Regions from separate parts of the Mus musculus genome. Here region 1 is linked to region 2. Evidence: chromatin contacts called from public Micro-C data. All regions are on one chromosome and are shown on one strand. The core of a region is the stretch at or near the end of the contact, and the rest is flanking DNA. Distances in the headings are between cores, read along the strand shown.

Region 1 (3,913 bases), core at 326-2,825, 710 kb before region 2:
TGTTGACCTATTTAATCTGTCCTTCCTCGACACGTGTGTGAACAGGCCCCACCTGTTTTTGTGGGGGAAACTTGTAACACCTCACAGGGCATGTGTTGTTTAGGCTGTGGTTTATGAATGCCACTCCAGAATCCGGCTGCTGAGCTGACCATAAAACGCTCTTTATCGGTTCAATCCCATCACCACGGCTCCCATCCCCCAAACCGCTTTAGTCAGGCTGGAATTCTTGGGGGCCCTATCCACCCCCTCACATTCCCACCCACAAGACCCAGCATTAGCCTAGAAAGCTTCTATTGGGCCAAGAGTTGGCCTGCCACCAATGTCCTTGACCCTTCTCCAGGCAGAGCAGGCAATGGTCCCTTGCTGTACGTGTGCTAGCGAGCTCGGTTAGCTCCTTCGGCTTGCTTTTCTCACTTAACACTCTCTTTGTAAACACAGTTCTATGTGTCGGTAAAGACCGAGGCTACTTAAAAATGAATCTGTGCATCGGTGCCAGCCCCCACACTGTTTATACGAGTCTGAGATAAGGAGCTGTTGCTCCAGTACATCAATCAACAGTGGCTCTGAGCATGTTCTCTTGCCCAGCTGATGTTTCCCTCGTTGCAATCCTTCCTTCCCAGGACTGGAAACAGCACAAAGACTTCTATTTTGTCAGGAGCCATCGTCATCTGTCCATCTTTCTCTCTTGTCACTGTGGAGAGAACCCAGGGCCTCATCCATGTCTACTGGCATCTCTAGACAGGGTTGGGGGGAGCAAGCTTCTAATGATGGACGGGATGCATCGGTAATTTGTGAACTAGTGATGTTGGGTGACACTTTCTCCACACCTTCCCATGATCTCATCCCTTCTTTCCCACCCCTCCTTTTTGCAACAGGGACTCTCGTCTCAAAGGCTGGCTCCGAATTCACTGTGTAGCCAAGCATGACCTTGAATTTTGGATACTCTTGCCTCCACCTCCCAAGGACTAGAGTTACAGTTGTGGGCCACTGTGGCTGTGTATTCAGAGCTGGGGGTCAAGCCTAGGGCTTTGTACTGGCTAGGCAAGCAACTCTACCAACTGAGCTACATCCTCAACTCGTGTGCAAAATCTCTCTAAAATTCAATGACTTGATGATATATCTCAGGGACACCCTGTGGGTGTGGTTCACCCTCCCAGGTCGCTGGGTCTTTGTCCTGTCTGCAGGGCTTCATGACTGAGCAAGTATCCTGGTAGTGACTTTTTGTCCATCCACGAGTTTACTGTTATGACTCCCTCCGTTTTTTTAGAACCACAAATCTGAGGCCAGAGAGATGGGCCTGCAGGGATGCAGGTGAGGCCAGAGAGATGGGCCTGCAGGGACGCAGGTGAGGCCAGAAAGATGGGCCTACAGGGACGCAGGTGGCAGGAAAAGTAGCCCCACCACCCTCAGCATGGGCCTCTTGACCCCTGGCCCCCTTGCTCCTTCCTCCGATCCGCATCGCCCTTCCGTCTCTTTCCTTCGGGATTGTCTTTTCCAAGGCTGTGAGCTCTCTGTACTGTTCTTGCATGTTGTCTTTTGCAGCCTGAGAGAAATCCTTTTGGAATGTCCTGTGACTTCTCCCTCCAAGTTCCCGGCTTTGTTCAATTGTTCCCCAGAAATTCCTGCCTGGCTGGAGGGGTTTGGGGGCGGGGGAGGGCTGTGCATGAAGCAGAGGAAAAGTTGGTCGAAAATGTGGAGAGCGACGTAGCCCGGAGCGGAGCAGGGCCTTTGGTTGTCGTTGTTATTCTCCCCCCTGTAAACCTCAACTCAGGAGGAGATGGGTGTGATTTCGGACGAAGTGGAGTTCTAGTCCCAGACATAGACAGAACAAGCAGGAGAGAATGCGATGGAGCTGAGTGGTGAGGGATGGGTGGGTTGAGGCCTAGAGGGGCCGGGAATAGAATGAGCATCTGGGACACACACTAGCAATAAAAAGAAAATGTATTTCCAGATGGGCTGGAGGTGGCACATGCCTGTAATCCCAGTATTCAGGAGGCAGGGGCAGGCAGATCTCTGAGTTTGTGGCCAACCTGGTCTACAGAGTGAGTTTTAGCCAGGGCTACACAAGAGATCCTTCCTCAAAAGCCAAAAAACAGCCGGGCGTGGTGGCGCACTCCTTTAATCCCAGCACTTGGGAGGCAGAGGCAGGCAGGTTTCTGAGTTCGAGGCCAGCCTCATCTACAACGTGAGTTCCAGAACAGCCAGGGCTACACAGAGAAAACCTGTCTCGAAAAACAAAACAAAACCAAACAAAAAAACCCAGACAAACAAAAACATCAAAACCCAAACCAAATCAAATCCCCAACCTGTATTTGTTTTTCAGACTCCTGGAACTGTGGTACCAAGTTCTCTGTTCATAAAGGACAACACTAAACATTTTTTACATTTTTTTGAGACAGGGTCTTGCGTAGCACAAGCTAGTCTCAAACTCCTCATATTGCCAAGGATGACCTTGAACCCCAGCCCTCTTGTCTGTGTCTCAAGTGCTGGGATTACTGGCATGTGCCACCATGCTGAGCTCTTTGAGGTACTAGAGACTTAGCCCAGGACTGCACGTATGCTAGGCAAGTCCTCTGCTGACTGAGTAGCATCTCCATGTCCACTGTAAATGGCTTTTAGTGTAAAATCAATCAATCAATCAATCAATCAATCAATCAATCACAGTATTATGCTCCTGTTCCTGTAGTGTCACGTAACAGGACCTTGGAGATCACATCTAAGATGGATGGTGGCTTCTGAGGAAATTGTCCTTTTATTTACTACTTTCTGGGAAGCACCTGCTGCAGGCTTCCTCTGCCCTGTCTAGATACCCTGACACTGACGCACAGTGTGGTGTTACACACCTCTGATCCCAGCACGTGGGAGACAGAGGCACAAGGATCAAGACAAGTTTCAGGCCAGCATAGTGAACATAGAGTTTGAGTCCAGCCAGAGATACACGGTGAGACCTTGTCTCAAAATGAGAAGAAAGTGGGGAGCAAGGAGAGCATGGTCCAGGTGGAGTAACAATCCCTTGGTGGAGTAGCAATCCCTCCTTCAGTTAAACATCGCCCATGATTTGTCCAATTCATTGTATTTTGGAAGCCAAGTTCCTCTCCCCATGTCTCGCTATTCAATAGGGGCAGCATGGTGGCTCAGCAGGTAGAGCATTTCCCACCAAGCCTGACAACCCGAGTTCAATCCCCGGATCTGCTTGATAGGAGAGACCTCCTGACATTTGTCCTCTGACCTGCACGAGTGTACCCTGGGACTTGTTCACAAGCTCAAGTACACACAGATAAATCATTGCGGGGCTGGGGGAGTGCAGCAGGACACAGAGTTGAGAGCTTGTTTCAACCCTGGCATGAGCAGTGGCACATTTCAACAGGTAGGAAGGACTTTCTCGACCACCCCCCAAGCTGTGCTGACACACCAGCTGTCCTCCCACTGCAGGAGGAAGATGGCACATCAGGCCACTGCATTGTTCAGCTGCCAACATGCTGTTTCCTGTTTGCATGGACCCTGCAGATGTGTGGCTTGAACTGTGCTCTTGGGGCGGGGGAGGGGGAACCTTCTGTGGCTCCAGGAGCAGGGAACCTTCGAAAGTATGCTTAGTTTCTATGAGCTTGTGAGTACTGAGTATCCATCTCGGGAAGCAATTCAGATCAAAGGCAGTGATCCTATCTCTACATGATACAATCAAATCCCCAGCCAATAGGCAAACTTGATCTGAGCACCTACTATGTGCTGAGTCCTGTGATAATGTGTAGCACACATTGTGCACCCACTGTGTGCACTTGCAGAGCACCTACTCCTTTCACAACGTAGTCATGAAGATAACTATGACGGCGGGTACCCTTCCCAGATGCAGTGCCCTCTGGTGATTTATGATGCCTGGCTTTGAAAGCCACTGAGTTCCGGGCACCTTATGGAA
Region 2 (3,873 bases), core at 1,253-3,752:
GTCAGGATGCTCTTAGTGGGTGACACAGGAGCAGCCCATAGGGTACCTAGGTGCATAGTAGGGCCCTACACCCCTTAATCTGGGACCCGGGTGAAGCACTTTGCCCTTCAGCTCCTTTCCGGAACTCTGTGTCCGGAGCACAGGTAGAATGACTCTTGGCTACTAATCGCTCTTGCTTCTGCCTGGTGCCCACGGTCCTAGAGGAGCCAACAAGGAAGCGGTGAGCATCTGGGGACAGCATTTCCACTGTACCCTGCACACTCAGACACCTGGGAGTCAGATCATGGGAAGGTCTGGCAGAGTAGACAAGCATTTACTTTCCGTAGAGGCAAAGGCAGGTGGGTGACATCTCGAGACATCTCAGTTACTTACACTTCTGTCCTTTCCATCCCGTTCTGCAGAGAAAGCAAGGACTTTGCTCCAGGCTGCACACCTAGCAGATGGCCATTTCTTAAACTCTGGTTGTTAGATAGGAACACCAGGTGTGGCCTGCACGGAACCTAGGGACCATGCCGAGCGTTTATAGTCCCCTGTAGCCCCAGTAGATTTTGGTCCTGGGGCCTTTGGAAAGAGATTCTAACCAGGCAGGCTTTGCAAACCCTGACTGGTACCCATAAGGGTTATACTGGCTCCTTAAGAGGAAAACAGACTCCTGTCTCTCTCACCCCATCTCTGTGTGATGGGCAAACTTGGAAGGCTCAGGAGTGCTTGCTGGCATTTTTTGCACTGCCTGGACAGGCATGAGAGCTCTGGGAACCCCTGAAGCCCCACAGCCGTCTCCCTGGCAACCTGGGCCCTTAGCTACCCTCCCCCACTCACTTCTGTCAAGAGTGTCTGTCTAGGGGAGTTCCCCAGAGACCCAGATCAATACAGAAGAGCCCCCTTCTGCATACGTATGTGCTGAGCCTTCTGGGAGCATGTTTGTGTACCCACATGTACAAGCCGTCCACTACCCCAGCATCTGCAAATATAGCGAATCCCTGGCCTGTGTGTCAGGCATAGGCTGCTCACATGCCCTTTACTGTGTGAGTGGCTCTGGAGCGCACTGTGAACCATGACAACCCATATTCGTGTCTGCCTGGCTTTGCCTTGCACATGTATGTGCAGGAAGGAGCACACTCATGACTGCTGAGTTTGCCAGACGTGTATGGATAGGAGCATGTGTGTCCATTCTTTATGGGATGCTGTCAGGGTCCTTGTGTGTGGTGCTGCCACACAGGCACAGGGAGGTGTCTGCACAGATGCACACCCACCGACAAGATCTTTATTTATTCCTGGGTCCGTGTGTATATTGTATCAAGCCAGACATAATATACACGCACTTGAAAATAGGTATTTGTGAGTATGTGTGCGCTCACTGACTGAGGTAGCATGCACATGCATGTGTGTGAGATAGAGACTCTTTCAGGGGCCAGGATGTCAGGGCCATCGATTTTTCTGTCGCTTAGAAATTCCCTTTGAGTTCCTCCTCTTGTCTCTTTCATGAGCCAGAGTCAGTACAGCCAACATTCTTAAAGCAAACAAGGCCTGCTTTGCAGCAAGGCTGGTCCCAGGCTGCCTACAGCCCCTACTGGCACTCTGTGTGTGTGTGTGTGTGTGTGTGTGTGTGTGAGAGAGAGAGAGAGAGAGAGAGAGAGAGAGAGAGAGAGAGAGAGAGAGAGAGAGAGAGAGAGAGAATATGTGTGTGCTTGCACTCGAGAGCATATACACAGAGCCCATACAGGAGAGCACACAGGTTCCAGTCCAGACTCAAACCTTTTCTAGTTCCTTACTGACCCTCCGGGTCCCTGTGAGATAAAAAGGCACGGGGGTATAGTCGTCTCTGCCCAGGCCAGGGATGGTTCGGCCGTAGTGGAATGAATAAAATCCTTTTGCTTTCGGTATTGAGAGATTCTGTACAGGCATGGGCGTGTTGAGAAGGGCGGGATGCATGAATTGCCCCTGCCGAGGGCCCTTTGCTCCACACCACCAGGCAAGAGCAGCTGGTGGTGTCCTATTCCACGGAAGAGAAGACTAAGGCCTACAGCCCTGGGAGGACCCGCTGCATCTCCCAGGGAGCAGGTGGAAAGCCAGGAGCCCATGTGGCTGATTCCCGAGCTTCCCCAAATCCATCTTCAAAAAATCCACATCCCCTGCAGCAGGACCCGAATGCCATCCAGACTCCATTCAGCGGAGAGGATGGTGACCAAGCCCAAGACCCAAACAAGTCATGGGAGGTGTAGGAGAAGCCGGCCCTTGCGCTTTCCTTCCCCTTCCCCCTCCAGATGGGCAGCCCCTCTCGGGGGTCCCCTCCGCCCCCGCGGGCTGCCGTCTTTGTGGCCCGGGAAGAATGCCTCTCTTTATATCCGGACGCCCCTTCCCTTTGATTCTCCTCTCCATAGCGTTTCTGCTGACCTCTGCGTGTTGCGAATCCAATTAGAGGCGCGGAAGGCGAGAGTGACAGCCGCGCCGAATCCCGCCTCGGCCCCTGCGAGCACGCTCGGCCGAGCCGCGGGCGGCTGGGGCCTGCTTGTCATGCTGGGCCCAACGCGGGGCTTTGTGGGGATTAGCTGCCGGGGGTGGGGCGCTCCGCAGATGAGACCAGGAGTGACGCTGGTGAATGTCACGTCCCAATGGAGAAGAGAAGAGGGGGGCAGCTTGGGGGGGCGGTTGAGTCCTGCTTGGGGAAGAGGAAGGAAGGGGCTGGAGACAGACTAGCCTTGGAGGGGAATGGGCCACCTCCTGCAGGGGGCACTTCGGGAGGCCGGCTGGAGTTAGTTAGGTTTATTTGCTTGCTGATTTGAAGCTTGGGTAGTGGAGCCGGCTGGCGTGTTGAGGGCTGTTCACTGTATGGTGGAGGCAAAGGGGAAAGCAAAATTCCTGCTCAAGACGGGCTTGGGAGCATTGACTGGTTACATCTTGAATTTTCATTTGCAAAGCACTTTGCGTATGGCTCAGAAGGGCGAGTCATGGGAGGGCTGATAGACTTCTTGACACTTCTGCTTCTGCCTTAGTACAACCAGAAGCCCAAACCAAACTCCAGGCCCTTCCCCCAGACACCTGGGTAGAAAGTTGTCTCATCCAGGCCCACAACTGAGAAAACCTAGGCTTCCAGATGAGAAAGATCTGCCTCAAGGATACAAGGGCAGCTCCTTGCTGAGCCAGCCTTTTTCATTCCTCTCCCTAGTCCCTACCCCTGTATCCCTAGACTCATCCACAATTCCCTGGATATCCCAGAGGCCAGTCCTAATAAGTTGATGTGATCCTCAAAGCAAGCAGCCGGGGGGTGGGGGGGGATCTATCTGGCGGAATGCTCAGTCTAGGGTCCAGCAAACACCCTACAGTGTGCCAGGCTATTGGGGATGTACCAATCCAACCTGGCCCCTACCTCCAGGGATTCATGGTGGGGGGAGACAAAGAGACCCAGTGAAGGGAAGACAGGGTTTCTTGAGGGAGATTGAAGACAAGGAGGACCCACAGGACTGTCTAGGAGGTAGAGATGGGGCCGAATCCAACATGATCAGCCCAGAGATCTTCTTGGAGGAAAGAGTATCCCAGCCGAGACGCAGTGGACAGGCAGAAATAGCCTGGGTATTCAAGGCTTGGGAGACAGGGCAGGTGTGGGGCATCTAGGGGTGGGTGCGTGCCCCCCTATGCTCATTCCACAGCTGCCAAGGTTGGGCAGGGCTCACCCAGCCCGTCGCCCCAGCAGGCTGCACAGCTGTGGCCACCCACAGGGTATGGCTGAGTTGGCAGCCTTTGAACACCCAGGGTCTTACTAGAGAAATAAGAGTCACCAAGGGGTGGGACAGTGGGTAGGAAGCCACAATGTGGTTGCAGAGACGGCCGTGTCCTAGCATGCTGCCTGGCCTTCAACAAGCCTTGGGTGTTGGG

The links. A called contact is a pair of places that touch in the nucleus more often than the background predicts.
Region 1: a contact with region 2 is called in a Micro-C map of embryonic stem cells, with 3 times the contacts expected there. The contact joins two enhancer-like sites.

Annotation. Positions count from the first base shown.
Region 1 is chr4:137,458,618-137,462,530 of GRCm38.p6, reverse strand. The region is part of intron 1 of Gm13010 (a long non-coding RNA gene); the gene reads left to right. Among named protein-coding and RNA genes, the nearest start is that of Gm13010, 6.6 kb to the left of the region's middle. Within about 2 kb of position 1,575, at least 9 of the 459 cell types and tissues checked have an H3K27ac peak or open chromatin away from gene starts, as enhancers often do. A contact at or near this core is called in embryonic stem cells, where this site is marked.
Region 2 is chr4:136,754,255-136,758,127 of GRCm38.p6, reverse strand. All of the region lies in intron 3 of Ephb2 (Eph receptor B2), which reads left to right. Among named protein-coding and RNA genes, the nearest start is that of Gm52708, 43 kb to the left of the region's middle. RefSeq lists an enhancer at 1-3,806. Within about 2 kb of position 2,502, at least 123 of the 459 cell types and tissues checked have an H3K27ac peak or open chromatin away from gene starts, as enhancers often do. A contact at or near this core is called in embryonic stem cells, where this site is marked.